Regions from separate parts of the Danio rerio genome. Here region 2 is linked to region 1. The links are chromatin contacts, called in public HiChIP or PLAC-seq maps. All regions are on one chromosome and are shown on one strand. The core of a region is the stretch at or near the end of the contact, and the rest is flanking DNA. Distances in the headings are between cores, read along the strand shown.

Region 1 (7,157 bases), core at 2,581-5,080:
GGCTCATGTTTTATTTGACCTTTTATATTTTACTGTATACCTTGCAGTATTTCATGTTTTATGGTCCTCATACTTGAGATTCCAAAGATATATTTGAATTTCAGCTTCATTAGATGATACTCTTTTTTTTTTTTTTATTTGCCCTTAAACTCTTTGAGAAATGTGATCATATAAATTTGTTTGAAAACCATAGAAAAAGAGCATTTGGTGTTGGAAGAATGTAATATGATGCATGTATTGAAATATCAATTATTTCTGTTACTGAAATATTCTGAAATTTGTTAGGTAAAAAATGTCTGCTTCTCAAGTGACAAGTCTAAAAAGCTTGAATTCAAGAAATTGTCAAGATGTGTCTATTTATTCCCTGTGGGATATTTAAAGACAACAACAGTCAACCTAATGACTAGTGAACCTAATTACAAAAAAATTAAATGATTATTAATTACCTTTCTAGACTATAGCCATATAAAAAAAAAAATACTTCTTTTTTTTTTTTTTTTTGAGGCTAGCTTAAGAAATAACCAAGATGGTAACAAGTGTGCATGTATCCCTTGTGGGATATTTAAGGCATTAATCATGCTTGTATTGTATTGTACTGTATTGAGTCCTGCTATGCTGTACTTGTCTGTATGGCAGGAGTGCAGAGAGGAGGCTGATTCAGGACGCTCTCAGGATAATGACTCAGCACTGCTGTCCTCAATCTGCTATCAGGCCCATTCGAGTTCCAGCCTCCAGACACCCGCGGCCCTCAGCACAGAGGACGAGACCAGACTGCATCCCCAAGACACCCCTAAAACACACTCTAGCAGAGGTGAGACACCTTTTTCCGCTAGCTACCAGAATTTGTATTATTTATAATTTATTATCTGTTAATAATTCCATAGTCAGGGAGAATTTGTTTCTGCGGATCTGTCGTGTGCTGGTATGAGAGTAAGTCGTTTCATTTGACACTGGAATTATCACCATTATCTGCCACTGTATCCCTGGTGTTCATTGATCTTGGCAGTGAGATGTTTAATTTACTTCATGTATTAAAATGGTAATATTGTTAAGGATCTCCAATTATTACAAAACAATATTTATGCTTCTATTAAAGTATTATGATCATGAAAGAAGATTTTTGAATATTTTTCTTTGAAAGTTACAGTAACATCAAGAATGAAGTTTCCAAACATGTGAAATGCACCTGTCAACATTGGGGTGTGAAGTAGGAAATAATAATTTTAATATTATGTGTGTATGTCTGTTCAAACACACACACAAACCCCAGTGTCCACTTTCGCTTTTTTTAAATAGCATGTACAGGATCTGTTTGGGAAACAGTGTCTATTTATCACTGTGGAAAGGTTTTAGACACTGCTACATGAACTGACTGTTTTGAGGATTGCATACGAGTGGCAGCGCCGCCAGTAATGGAAAAAAGGGGAATCTCTTTATATTTATTAAAAAAGGGAAGTTTTTATATTTATTTCAAAGTGTTTTCATGCCTAAATAAAATGAAAGCACAGATCAGATTCACATTTAAGAGTCAAGGGCATCCCCTGGTGGTTCGGCGGTATGAGTTTTGTAATAGGGAGGATCGGCTCAGCTCTTCAGGGTGTTTTCACACTTGCACTTTTGGTCCACACCCGGGTTAATTTGACGTCAGAGAGCGGTACATTTAGCTAAAGTGAACGATGTCATCTGAACTGGGGTGCACTCCCATGAACTGTACCCGAGCCTGCCTGAAAGAGATGGTCTGTGGTATAGTTCGTGCGTACTCTGGTCGAGTTCACTTCTGATATGAATGTAATTGTACCAAAGAACAGAAGTGAACTGCCAATTGTAAAAAACTGTAGTTTTCATAATGTTCATTAATGTGTGTATGTCTGTGTATCACCAAACGTTACCTTGGTGACAAGCGGGACTGAGCCAGGGCAAACACAGTGATAATGTCTCCTCCAAAAACAACGTCTGCAGACATTGCGTTATGTTTTTAATATTATTTGCGGCAAATAGACACATCTCGCTCTCTGTATGTTATCAAAATCAAAAGATTCACTAGAAGCACAATTACCGTGATGTGCGTACGTCTTTCCATTTTGTCATCTTGGAACTAAGTGTGAACGCACCCTTCATAGAAAGATGAAAATCTTGGAGAAATACGGGAAAATATCTTTACAAGATGATATCGGGATAGAATTTAAAATACGGGAGATTCCTGGGAAAAACAGGAGGGTTGAAGGATATGGTGAGATGCTATTTTAATTCCAAAAAAATCACATTTTTATTTTTAAATTTAATTTGCAATCAATTATTTAATTAATCATTAACCCTTTAATAATTCACCCAAAAATTAAAATTCTGCCATTATTTACGTTCCATTTACTTGTTTTAAACCTGTTTGACTTTATTTCATCTGTTGAACACAAATGAAGTTATTTTGAAGAAAGCTGGAAACCTGTAACCATTGCTTTTATAAGCTGCATTTCCACTGTCGGGCCAGTGCGAGCCAGGGTTTTTACCGCCAATAGCTCCCAGCGTATCATGCAAACCCCACCCCCAGAATGTTTTCTGAACCAAATGTCTCACAACCCGCCCATTGTATGTTTTCCTTCTACTGAAGTCAATGGCTACTGGTTTACGCATGTCATTTTCAGGACAATCTACTACATGACAATTGTCGATTCAGCATGTTCAGTTGGTGAAAATAAGATCTGACCAAGAAAACGCACTAATCTACCAAAACAATTGGTCAGGTTTCATCAGTGTCACTGTAGTGTGAATTAGCCTTTACAGTACCAGATATGAAAATTGCCACTGGAAATACTCACTTAATTGTAAATGTTAAAATTATTTTTGGAAAGAAAAGTGAGTTAAAATTGATTTATCATCTAATCCTAATTATGTGCAATAACTACAATAAGCGTGTAGTTTAAATGTCAATGTTTTTATTTAATTTTGAAAAAAGAAATTTAAGCTGAGTCATAATGCAGTAAACATAAAAAACACTTATACTTTATTAAATTATATTATCTTATTATAGTACATTATACTATATTATAAATGATACTTGTTTGTATGACAGCTGCCTGCACAATTTCTGAGTCAGAAAGCAGAAAGGACAAAAGCCAGAAACAAGAATCTACAAAAACCTACAGCTGATATCTTTTGGCTTCGTATTTGTCTAAAATCTTCTCAAGTTCATCCAAAAACGAGCTCTTGATCAGCTCATGGGTGTTTTTCTTCAATGAGCATTCGTTCTGAACACTGTCCTACCTCAGCAGATGTTATGACTCACTCCAAACCCAAAACCTGCGCCATCCAGTGTGCATTATTAGAAATTGCACACACAATTCCTGTAGTTGGTGTTGCGCCCCCTGCTGGACATACAAACAAAATACAGCCCATAAACTCCAAAAACCCTCCATGTCCCCATATTACCTAGAGCAGGTAAAGTAAACGAACTCTTTTATTTTTGTGTATGTGTGTGTGTGTGTGAATATAATATCTTATCACCTACTCTAAGAATTCGATGCACAAAAAATGTAATTATGCAAATAAAAAATATGGGTATAATTGAATAGTTTTTTATTTTGTAGCTCAGCTCCAAAACGCGCAAATCACGGAAATGTGTGTGAGTAGCGTACATGTTCATCCTGGCATGTGCGTGAATGCAACAGCTTCCCACAGCTGCTCGTTCCGTCTCTGCACGCACGTGAGTGAGTGTGTGTGTGTGTGTTTGTGTGTGCGTGAGCATTTGAGAGTGTGTCTGTGTGAGTGTGAGTCCCTTCACTTCACCTTCAGAGGGAAGGACACACATTCCAGCGCTGCTTCCCGACTCTGGCCCTGGGCGACGCTCGGCCGGAGCTGATAAGTGACAGGGCCCCCAGCCTCCCCCTTCCTCCTCCTCATGCTCCCCCTGGCAGGCGTGACCCCCCCGCGGCCCGGCTCAGCGCACAGACATGCCGCTCCGGAATTCTGCCCTCTGCCCCACTTCTAACCCTCCTCGCTCACAGTGGTGGGGGCATTTAAAGAGATAGCGTGCTTTTAAACAGATCACGAACTGCCTTTTTAATGATCTGTAAGGTCTGCTGATAAATTTATCAAGTTTTTTTTTTTTTTTTTACATTAAAAACATCTTGATATAGAAGGAATATATTATTTTGGGGGGTGTTTTGACCTTCGTTATTTGAACAAGCTGTTTGAATGGGTTTGGTGGATTACAGACTCAAGTAAATGCCCACTGCTGTGATTGGATAATTGTTGTGCATATTTAACAAAATATAAAAAATCTGAGGTAAAATGAAGTGAAGATCTTACTCGAGCAGTCTAAAACTTCATCCAAAATAAAGTTCAACCTCTCATTCCTAATAGAGAATTGTTATTGCTTGGTTTCTGTGTAGACCTGTATTTGATCATGGTTATATAGAGTCAGGACACACCAAGCTGAGGGTCAGCCGTTGGGCTTTGTCGGTCTGTCGCTTAGGCTAGTTGGTTTGGTGTGTTCCATATATCAGCTCTCATCAAGTTAATGTCGGATCTTCGACCAGAGTAGAAATAGTTTTTTCCTTCACTTTCGTCAGTTGGTGAAGTTTGTTCCTCATCACTGTTGCCACTGGCTTGCTTGGTTTGGGACTTGTGGAGCTGCGCATCGATGTATTTGCTTCCCAGTGTTTGGACTTTCAGCAGTGAAAATTAAACCAGACTGAACTGAACTCTCTAAAAACTATTTTAATTTCAATCTACTACAACTTCTAGGTTAAGCTGCTTTGACATAATCTGCATTGTAAAAGCGTTATAGAACTAAAGATGAAATCTTGTTGGCCCGATCCAGCATGTCAAATCTGCATAGGACAGTCAGGTGAAGAGTGCGCTCTGACTGGTTACACAGCAACGAAACAGAGCACGAGTGTATTGTATAGCAAGTAAACAGTTCAAGTCAAGAAGGAACACGAAGACGCCTGCTGTAATTTTGCTCCATTTCTCAAATATTCAAATCGCTCTATGCTGAGTGACAATAGCTGTGTCCCAAATTGCACACTATGCACTTATGCACTATGTACATATGCACTTACACCTTCAACAGCATAGTATATGTATGCAGTGTCATCCCAAATGAAATGCTAACATTTTTTTTCCTAAGCCGAAATTCAAACCATTTCCCAGGTGACATTTGACGGTTGCCAAATTAGTAAAATAAATGACTAAAGTAGCAAATAATACCTGCCATGAGTCTAACCACATTCATCATCAGGAGGTGCTATAATCACTCTCATAGGAGAATTTTGCTTTGAGAAATAAATGATGTAATCCAACATGTGCGCCCGATTGCTCCGCCCCTTCCGCTTCATGAGCAAAGCTGCGACTTTTGAGTGCATCAAGTTTCCATCATTCCACACTTCATTTTAACGATTGAATAAGTGCATCATGCAGGTAATTAAAGTGAACTTATTATTTACAGTTTTTAGTGTGAACTTACACTATTTATACTTCAAAACGGCATATAAGTATGCAATTTTGGATGCACCTATTTTCTGTTATAAAGGTACCAAATGCTAATTTGTTTATGGTTTGTCTGTGCATCAGAAATTCGATTTCCCTTTGTGAAATAAGAATACACTACCCTCCACACAAAAAGACGTGTCTTTGCAGAACGCGGCTCTAGTTTCAGTCGGCTTTCTTCTGTTTGGTGTGTTCACATGCAGCTTTTTGTCCATATGCAATCCAATGTGAGGTGACAACACAGTTGGGTTTCATTGATGCCAGTTGTTGGCGTCAACTTGGTGTGTCCTGACCCTTACCTTTTAGAGTGTACTCACACGAGGCAAAGTTGTCACACTTCTCTCTCTCCTCTCCATCTCGGCCCACACTCACATAGAATTTTTTTGCCTTCAGAGCTTGAGCATGCCTACGTCATCGATGATGTGACTCTCTCTCCATACAATGCAGTACAATAGAGATTGCTCTAGTTATATTATTTTGTATTACTTTAAACCGTTTGTGATGCAGTGACGCACAGTCACATCTTTTGCTGAACGCATCCACCACTTTTGACGCTAATAAATGATCATGAAAGTCATCGTGAACAAGCAACGGCTTTGCACCTTTGATAAACCAAATGATGGTTTGATGACTGGATAGAATGATTAATAAATCCATATGAAACAGTCCCTTAAAAGTGAAGTCAAGTCTTTAGTTTTGCACTCTAGTGCACTACTAGCGTACTGCGCCAAAGTCCAATCGAACCAGGCTCTGGCACACCTCTTCCAACCAGGCCAGGGTTGGCCAACTGAACCGCACCTGGGTCCGATTCGGAGCACTCACACTTGTCAAACAAACTGGAAAATTGGGGATTAAATGTGCCTTGCATGATTCGAAAAGCCTAGTGTGAGTACACCCATACCTTCATGTAGAAAAATGTGAGTGTTGATCATTTTCTGTGGAGGTGGAGTTCAGACTCACTATTGAACATTACCACATTGCTGTTGTTTTGGCAGATTGACTACAATATAAGGTGATTTTATGGTAAAGTTTGTGTTCTGAAACTCACAGAATTTTTTTTTTTAGACATAATACAGTGACCTTTCATACTGTACATTTAAAAGATCAAACAAATTTAGATCTCTCAGTTCATGGTCCACAGCACAACTCGGCTCTTCATTCTGCTTATGGTGTCTATGGTGAAATTGAAAACATCCCTATCAATGTGTTCTCATTTTCACAGACACGCACAGCAGTTATTGATGGGGCAGGCGGGTTTTGTTGCGATCAGGTGCTTACAGGCTTTGTCACAAGTGATTGCGCGGGGGCAGTTTTGGCCGGTCTGGATGAAGCATTTGGTTTCAGCAGAGCTTTGAAGGGGCTGACAGCTCTGTGAAACGCTCTCAGGTTCGGCGAGGTTATGGGAGGATGGAAAACGGCGAGAGGCGCAGTCGTTACGCTGGTGTCAGCTAACAGCAGGAACTGTGTGTATGTGTGTGTGTGTGTTATGGACGCACACATGCGTGTGTTTGTAGGACACAGAACGGACTACTAGTGGGGCGTGGAAAATGCGGTGGAACAAACAGCTTCAGATCACGAGTGTGACTGTGTGTGTGTGTGTGTGTGTGTGTGTGTGTGTGTGTGTGTGTGTGTGTCCGCCTCAGTCGCTGGAGCCTGTCCAGGGTTTCTGTGGC
Region 2 (6,758 bases), core at 3,757-6,256, 130 kb after region 1:
ATAGCATTCATTGTTTGTGGCTGTAGTGTCAATCTGGCAACTGACTAAAGAATGAAAAGACCTTTTTTGGATACTAGATGGTCATACAGACAGTTGTTATTGCAGATATGAACGTTGTCTAGAATTCTCAATTCTGATTGGTCTGTCAACGTGCTAAGGTATTTTCTTCCAAGATAACAACCTCTAAATAACGCAGGTCCATCTGGGAACTTCAAAATCATCTTAATTGTCAGTGAATACCATGAATAATATTTTAATGTTTTGTGGCAAGTACCTGTGTAATAAGCAGGATAAAGTACATCAAGCAGGGTTATTTAAAGCCCTTCAGTCTTATAGACCAGCACTCTCATTTGAATCTGGCTGCCGATAAGCCTGTCAGGCTCTATTCTAAGAGAACAACCTCCTGGATGTACTTTATCTTTAACATGAAGCCTGACAGGCAGCTGTATACGAATAAAGGGCTTTATTCTGTGAAAAAACAACTTGCTGGATATACAATATCCCTTTAACTACAAAGTTATCTGCAGCAAAACTGATCTATTAGACACAAAAAAAATTATTTGATCAATAATAATTTACAAGCTCTTTAATATTAAACTAAAGCTTACAGAAAGCAAATGTGTTCTTATAACAAAAGCCTGGATGCAGCCTACACTAACCTACTACTACTATTATTATCATTATTATTATTATTATTATTATTATTATTATTATTATTATTATTATTATTATTATTATTATCATCATTATCATTATTATTATTATAATTATTGTTATTATTTTATTCAGTGGCATGACGGCACCAAACAGTCAAGAATACTGGATTGACAGAGATGAGCATATAAATATATAAATATAATCACTAACAATCAAGATGATTCAAAATACCCAGATAAGCTTGTGTTAAAGTCCCTTTAAGGCAAGTCATTTCACTTTGTGTCCATCTTTGAAACACCTCTTTTGAAACACCTCTCGGACAGTATGCTCAGGCATTCTGTTTGATAGGGCCAACATTAATATCACCAAAATTGCTTGCCAAGCTTACGATTACATTTCTTATTAGGAATCACCAATAAAATTAGACAACAACAACTGTATCTTTAGTTTTATTTCTAAATGTTCGAATATCACAAAATCTGCAAAAACTCACGTCTGGTCCGAGAACTTCCCCTGGAGAATCCTCAGTCTATAGCGACTATAGCAGTACAGTACTAAAAGGCAGGGCTTCATTCGCAAAATGGACCGTTACACTACTGCCCATTCAAAACGAGTATACGAGTGACACATCTTGTGTATTCTATAGTCTTTGACCAATCAGATTCAAGTATGCCAGATCAATTAACACAGATGTAAACACTTTTGTAATCATACCGATTAGGTTTGACTAAATTAAATTGTGCTAAAGTCATATAGCAATGAAACGATTATCCAGCACAACAATTATGTGTTTTATGCATTAATTTCTTAATGTACTTGAAGTAAAAATAATCATATTAACTTTACTACAACTAACCATCTTCATAGTTAATGTTTCATAGTTTTTTTTTTTTTTTTGGAAAATGGTTATTATTTGTATAACCACAGTTTTGCTACAAATACCATGTTTAAGCTGTAGTTAATGTAGCAAACCGTGGTTAATGTGTGGTTACCATAATTTATCTGCAATAAACATGTGTTTTGGGGTTTTATTAAAAGCATGGTTCATTTATGTAAGGGTAATGGCTGTTAAAATATTAAAATGCCAAAGGCAAGGTGTAAAGTTAATCTGATTTGGTCAGCATTTATTAACTGCATAATGAGTGTCAAAAAGTATAAAAGCTGTGTGTCTCTGATATCGGCTACACACATATTCAGCAGAATCATTAATGTACTAAAGCACAAGATAATAGCTACATAAAGATGTGTCTGGAGATTTTTATGACTGATATCGCTACATTAAAAGGAAGGAAGTCTAGTAATGGCTAATTACACCCAAACAGCCATTGGAGAGGATGGTCTGGAAATATTAAACTTTGCCTTCCTGTAAATCCTTAAAATCTTTAAATCGCAATCATTGTTCCTTCTCTAATTTCCATCTGACAAATTCAGCAATTAGTGATGGTCACGATGTGCCTTTGCATATGTTGACACTCACACTGCGCTGTTTTATATGGTACATGTTATGAAAATGATATCTCAGCTTATTAATTGGAAGAAACATTGGATATGTCTCCACAGTGGACTATTTAAACATTTATGTTAACTGACAAAATGTATTCATTTATGCATATTTAAGTTTGCAAGGCCTCTAATGGTAATATGTCATGTGAAGCTGTTTGCTGAGAGAGCTCGTGACTCTTCCCTAGGGACAAACACGCGGCTAATTGGTCCTTCCACTATTGAATAACAATAGGGAAAGTCTTGCAGTGAAAAAGAGTTTACATTTTTAGCAATATAAATGAAGTATAACATTCGTTAATGGTGATGACTTATATATTTTTGGTGGCCATAAAACTGTATGAAAATTACAGTGCCGCACTTCACATTACAAATAGTCCAGTCTTTGTGATTTTATAATCATAATAAAGTTTAGGCTAAAGCATGCTAAAGTTGCAATTATACAAATCTTTGTGATATTAAATCACATTAAAGTTTAATAGCTATAGCCATATTTATTTTCTTAGGCATTCAAAGTCTTTGTGATTTTGTGATGTAATTATGCTAACATTTTTAGTGGCTAAACCACATCACATACTAAAGTGATGATAGAAGTTTCTGCAAACTGATACTCATGCTAAAGTTTAGCAGCTAATCCAAATTCTAGCCCCGATAGCATTTAGCAAAGTGTGTTTAAAGAACATTTCATCAGGAAAATATCTGCTGTGTACAATCATCTAATAAACATTTTATGATCATTTAAAATCCTAAACATCCTAAAGACATAGTCTATAAGTTTAATTAGCATCTTGCAGGCATACTGAAGATGAGCAAACGCTCAGCAAATCCATTGTGTTCCATATGTAAACACAAACACCAACACAAGATCTTTGTGGCGTATGTGTGCTATCACGGAAGGCATTAAAATAATTATTTGCAGTTTTATAATAATGCTGAAAAATTAAAATTTAGAAGCTAAATTATATCGCATTATAATAATTATTTACAAATTTTAAGTTACCGGCCAGCTAGTGAGTATTGTTGTAACTCACTAAAACGTTTTTACTAGATTTTAGCAATTATGAAAGATAATTTTAGACCTGGTGCTTGCTTATGTTTATATAAGGTTGATTAATTAACTTTTGTATTTACTTAAAATTATTTCATGAGTATATTTATTCATTATTTGTAATTCCAAACATGATAAATTATTCGTTTTTAAATCACATTAGAATTAATCAATCCAGAACACTAAACTAAAATCTATTATTATTCCAAAACAAAAATAATGCAGCCTAATGGATAAACCATGCCACTAAACCGGACTGCTGACGCTTTTGAAAGGAGGGAAAAAATCACTGTGAGGTTACTTGGAAACGTCACGCAAGCAGATATCGAGTAATTCAGGTGATGCGGAGTCCAACGTAATATCTCCCCCAAGACACACACACACACACACACACCACACGCACACACACCTATCTATCTCCCCCTGCCGCTGTCTTTCTTCCTCACACTGCTTCACACACACACACACACATACTCACGCATGCACGCTCTCACACGCAAGCGCTACACACGAACACTCTCGCGCACGAGATCCAGCGGACGCTGACAATAATTCATGTTTTCCTATCCAGATGTGGACTTTGCCGAGCGTCCCTGTGCGCATTTGCATAGCTCAAAGTTAAATGCGCTTGAAAACTTCTCCAACTCTTTGCGTCATAGTGAAAGTTAATGACTGGCAATCACACAAACAGTGCGTGCATGAGCGCCGTGCGCTGTCGGCCGCGGACTGCAGCAGTAAATCCCCGCGCGCTCTCCGCGGCGACATCAGCCTGATAATATCCTCTCAGCGAACAATGAAGCGCACATTTTTGCCTAATCCCACCGCGACGAGTTGCACAAATCACCTCAAATCACGAGCGACTAAACATCAAACTGCAAATACATTCAAGACACCCTCTATTTAACGATATACAGCAATATTCAAGAGCACAGCGTTTTAGTAACGCACAGGTGTGCAGCTGCTGGAAGAGCAAAAGTTCCGCGTCTATAACATAACGCATCATCAACTACAATACCACCTGTCGTTACATGCTGGAGGAGCAACTATCATAAACGTCATCGGCATCATAATTTTACTAGCAAATTATTCAAGAGAGTGATAAGTTTGCACAGCCCACCAAAGCATTTAAATACATTTACGATTTGTATATTCTGACAATTGATTAAATCGCGTTGTACAGAGTCAAAGCGATATTACTTCCTGGGAAGCGCGAGCGCGTTTCCATAGGAAAATAAAGCTCAGATTTGCGAGAACGAGCCAATATTGCGCGGTCGCTTAATTACGAGTCGGATCCTTATTTAATTTGACATTAAAGCAGCACAAAAATACCTTTTGTCTAGACTCAATGATCTGAAACCTGGGTCTCTGCGGTGCCAGTGAACGGTCTGCAGCAGCACGCCTGACAATGTACGGCACAATCATTCTCCCGTTCTCCCAGCCAACGAAATCGTTAGGAAGATGACATCCCAACTTTGAGCAGACTTCAACAAAGTATGATTCCCCCCTTTCCATGTATCTGCATATTTGCAAACACTGGCCCCTTTTTTATTCGCACCTACCAAGGCAGATCCGAGCGGAGGGGAGGGCTTCCACTGTCCGAGCGCCCCTTCTCCAAGCCTGTCGTTGAGATTGATGGCAAAAAGAAGGGAGAAAAAGCTTATTCTCGACTTCCAGAAATCATGGAGCCTTCGACCGAGCCGAGCGCGTGAGGAAGAGAATGGTGAATTATTGCTAAACGTACTTTCTGGGAAGCTGAGCGTGTGGGCTCACCAACCTTTCGATTCTCGCAATCCCACCTCTACATCCAGAAGAACATGCAAACACATTTCATAGATTTTTGGAGCTTCACGTAAAAACCGAACTGGACTTTCGGCGACGCTGAGGCGGAGAAAATACACAGATAAACAAAGACATCTCGCGTTTACGCGGCGCTTCTTTTCGCCGACGTTTTAAATGTCGGACCTTAAACTAAAGGGTGTTTCTCGATGTGCACGTGCTTTGTGAATGATTTGCGGGTTAATGTGACGGAAGGAGATCTGTGTCGCTTCTGTTTCTCTGTGCGCTGAGCAGCCTGTGATTTTTTTTCTCCAGGAGCAAAAGTTGATATGTCGTCATACCGCTTTAAGACTGAACTTCCCTTCAACACATTCATATTTACCATCAAACAATGTCAGAAGGATGCACGTGGTGACTGCATGACTTTGTAATCCTACTATTTGTTTTCATTTTGGGATGTTTTTATGTATTGCTCGACGGAATAAATTAATATGAAATAATAAAGTATTAAAAGTGCATTATGTCTTGCGCTTTTAGAAACTTTGTTATGCAAATAATATAATAATAATATATTTTTTTATGATTTTAGGCTTGGTGTCAATAAATCCCCAAGTACATTCCAGCTGCTACCAAAATTTTATGGGGTGCTTTTTACCTATATCAGTGGTGGTTAATCAATGATCTGTGAGTATTAAAATTAAATATTTTAGAAATAAATAACAAGTTAATCCATCACAGTTGATTTCACTTTGTAATTATACTAATAGTAAGTTGGATGATATCATTAAGTAGCCCAACATAAACTGAATATAATTTCTTTAAAAAAAAGGGTTTAATGATTTTTTTTAATTATTATTCATTTAAGTTTTAAAAAGCCAACATCATCGGCTGTTACACGAGCTTCAGGCAATTTGCCATTATCATGTGACAAGAAAGTGATACAAAATTTTCCCCAGTTTTACATTCTGACATGTCGACAAGTGTTGTCAGAACAAATGCTTGTTCACACAGATTAATGAATTCGACTAAAATCACTGTTCATGCCACACCAGTAGTAGGCGATGTCACTTTGTAAATAAACACTATGCATCTGCGCACATGTGATCCTATAGACCATCCACTTGTTAAGTCGTGAAAAATGAAATACTGTTTTCAGGTCCAAGCCGCGAATATATTCGCTTATGACCACTTTTTAGTCATATCACACATTAAAGTGAATTTTATAAAGTATCATAATGTAGCCTACACAACATTGTCTGAATTTTCTGCATCAAAGACATTCATTCATTCATTTTCTTGTCGGATTATTCCCTTTATTTATTCGGGGTCGCCACAGCGGAATGAACCGCCAACTTATCCAGCACGTTTTTACGCAGCAGATGCCCTTCCAGCCGCAACCCATCTCTGGAAAAAATCCACACACACACTCATTCACTATGGACAATTTTAACCTACCCATTTCACCTGTACCGCATGTCTTTGGACTGTGGGGGAAACCTGGAGGAAACCCACGCGAACGCAGGGAGAACGTGGAAATTCCACTCAGAAACGCCAACTGACCCAGCTGAGGCTCGAACCAGTGACTTTGCTGTGTGGCAACAGCACTACCTACTGCGCCACTGTGTCGCCGCATCACAGACATCAACATTTTAATATTTTTTTTAAATATTAATCACTTTCTGGCAATCGGATATTAGGCATGGATATCTTGCGATCGTGATTTTTGAAAGTATTACATCATTTGTAAACATTTATTATCACCATTTGTTGAGTCTCC

What was found. HiChIP or PLAC-seq counts read pairs in DNA pulled down with a chosen protein or histone mark.
Region 2: an H3K4me3 HiChIP or PLAC-seq map of gastrula embryo shows a contact between it and region 1, with 7 times the contacts expected there. The contact joins the promoter of cxxc5a here to the enhancer-like site in region 1. A contact is called at or near these places in 6 of 18 Hi-C or Micro-C datasets (embryo, fibroblasts, hematopoietic stem cells and 2 more) and 3 of 4 datasets of contacts at active chromatin or transcription factors (embryo, gastrula embryo and pancreas).

What each region holds. Positions count from the first base shown.
Region 1 is chr21:31,877,076-31,884,232 of GRCz12tu, forward strand. zgc:100829 reads left to right here. Exons shown (of 8, transcript NM_001003543.2): 7 at 637-811. Among named protein-coding and RNA genes, the nearest start is that of zgc:100829, 38 kb to the left of the region's middle. Within about 2 kb of position 3,831, at least 27 of the 62 cell types and tissues checked have an H3K27ac peak or open chromatin away from gene starts, as enhancers often do. A contact at or near this core is called in gastrula embryo, hematopoietic stem cells, pancreas and 1 more, where this site is marked.
Region 2 is chr21:32,008,659-32,015,416 of GRCz12tu, forward strand. It overlaps cxxc5a (CXXC finger protein 5a), which reads right to left and starts at 5,007. Exons shown (of 3, transcript XR_012397226.1): 1 at 4,765-5,007.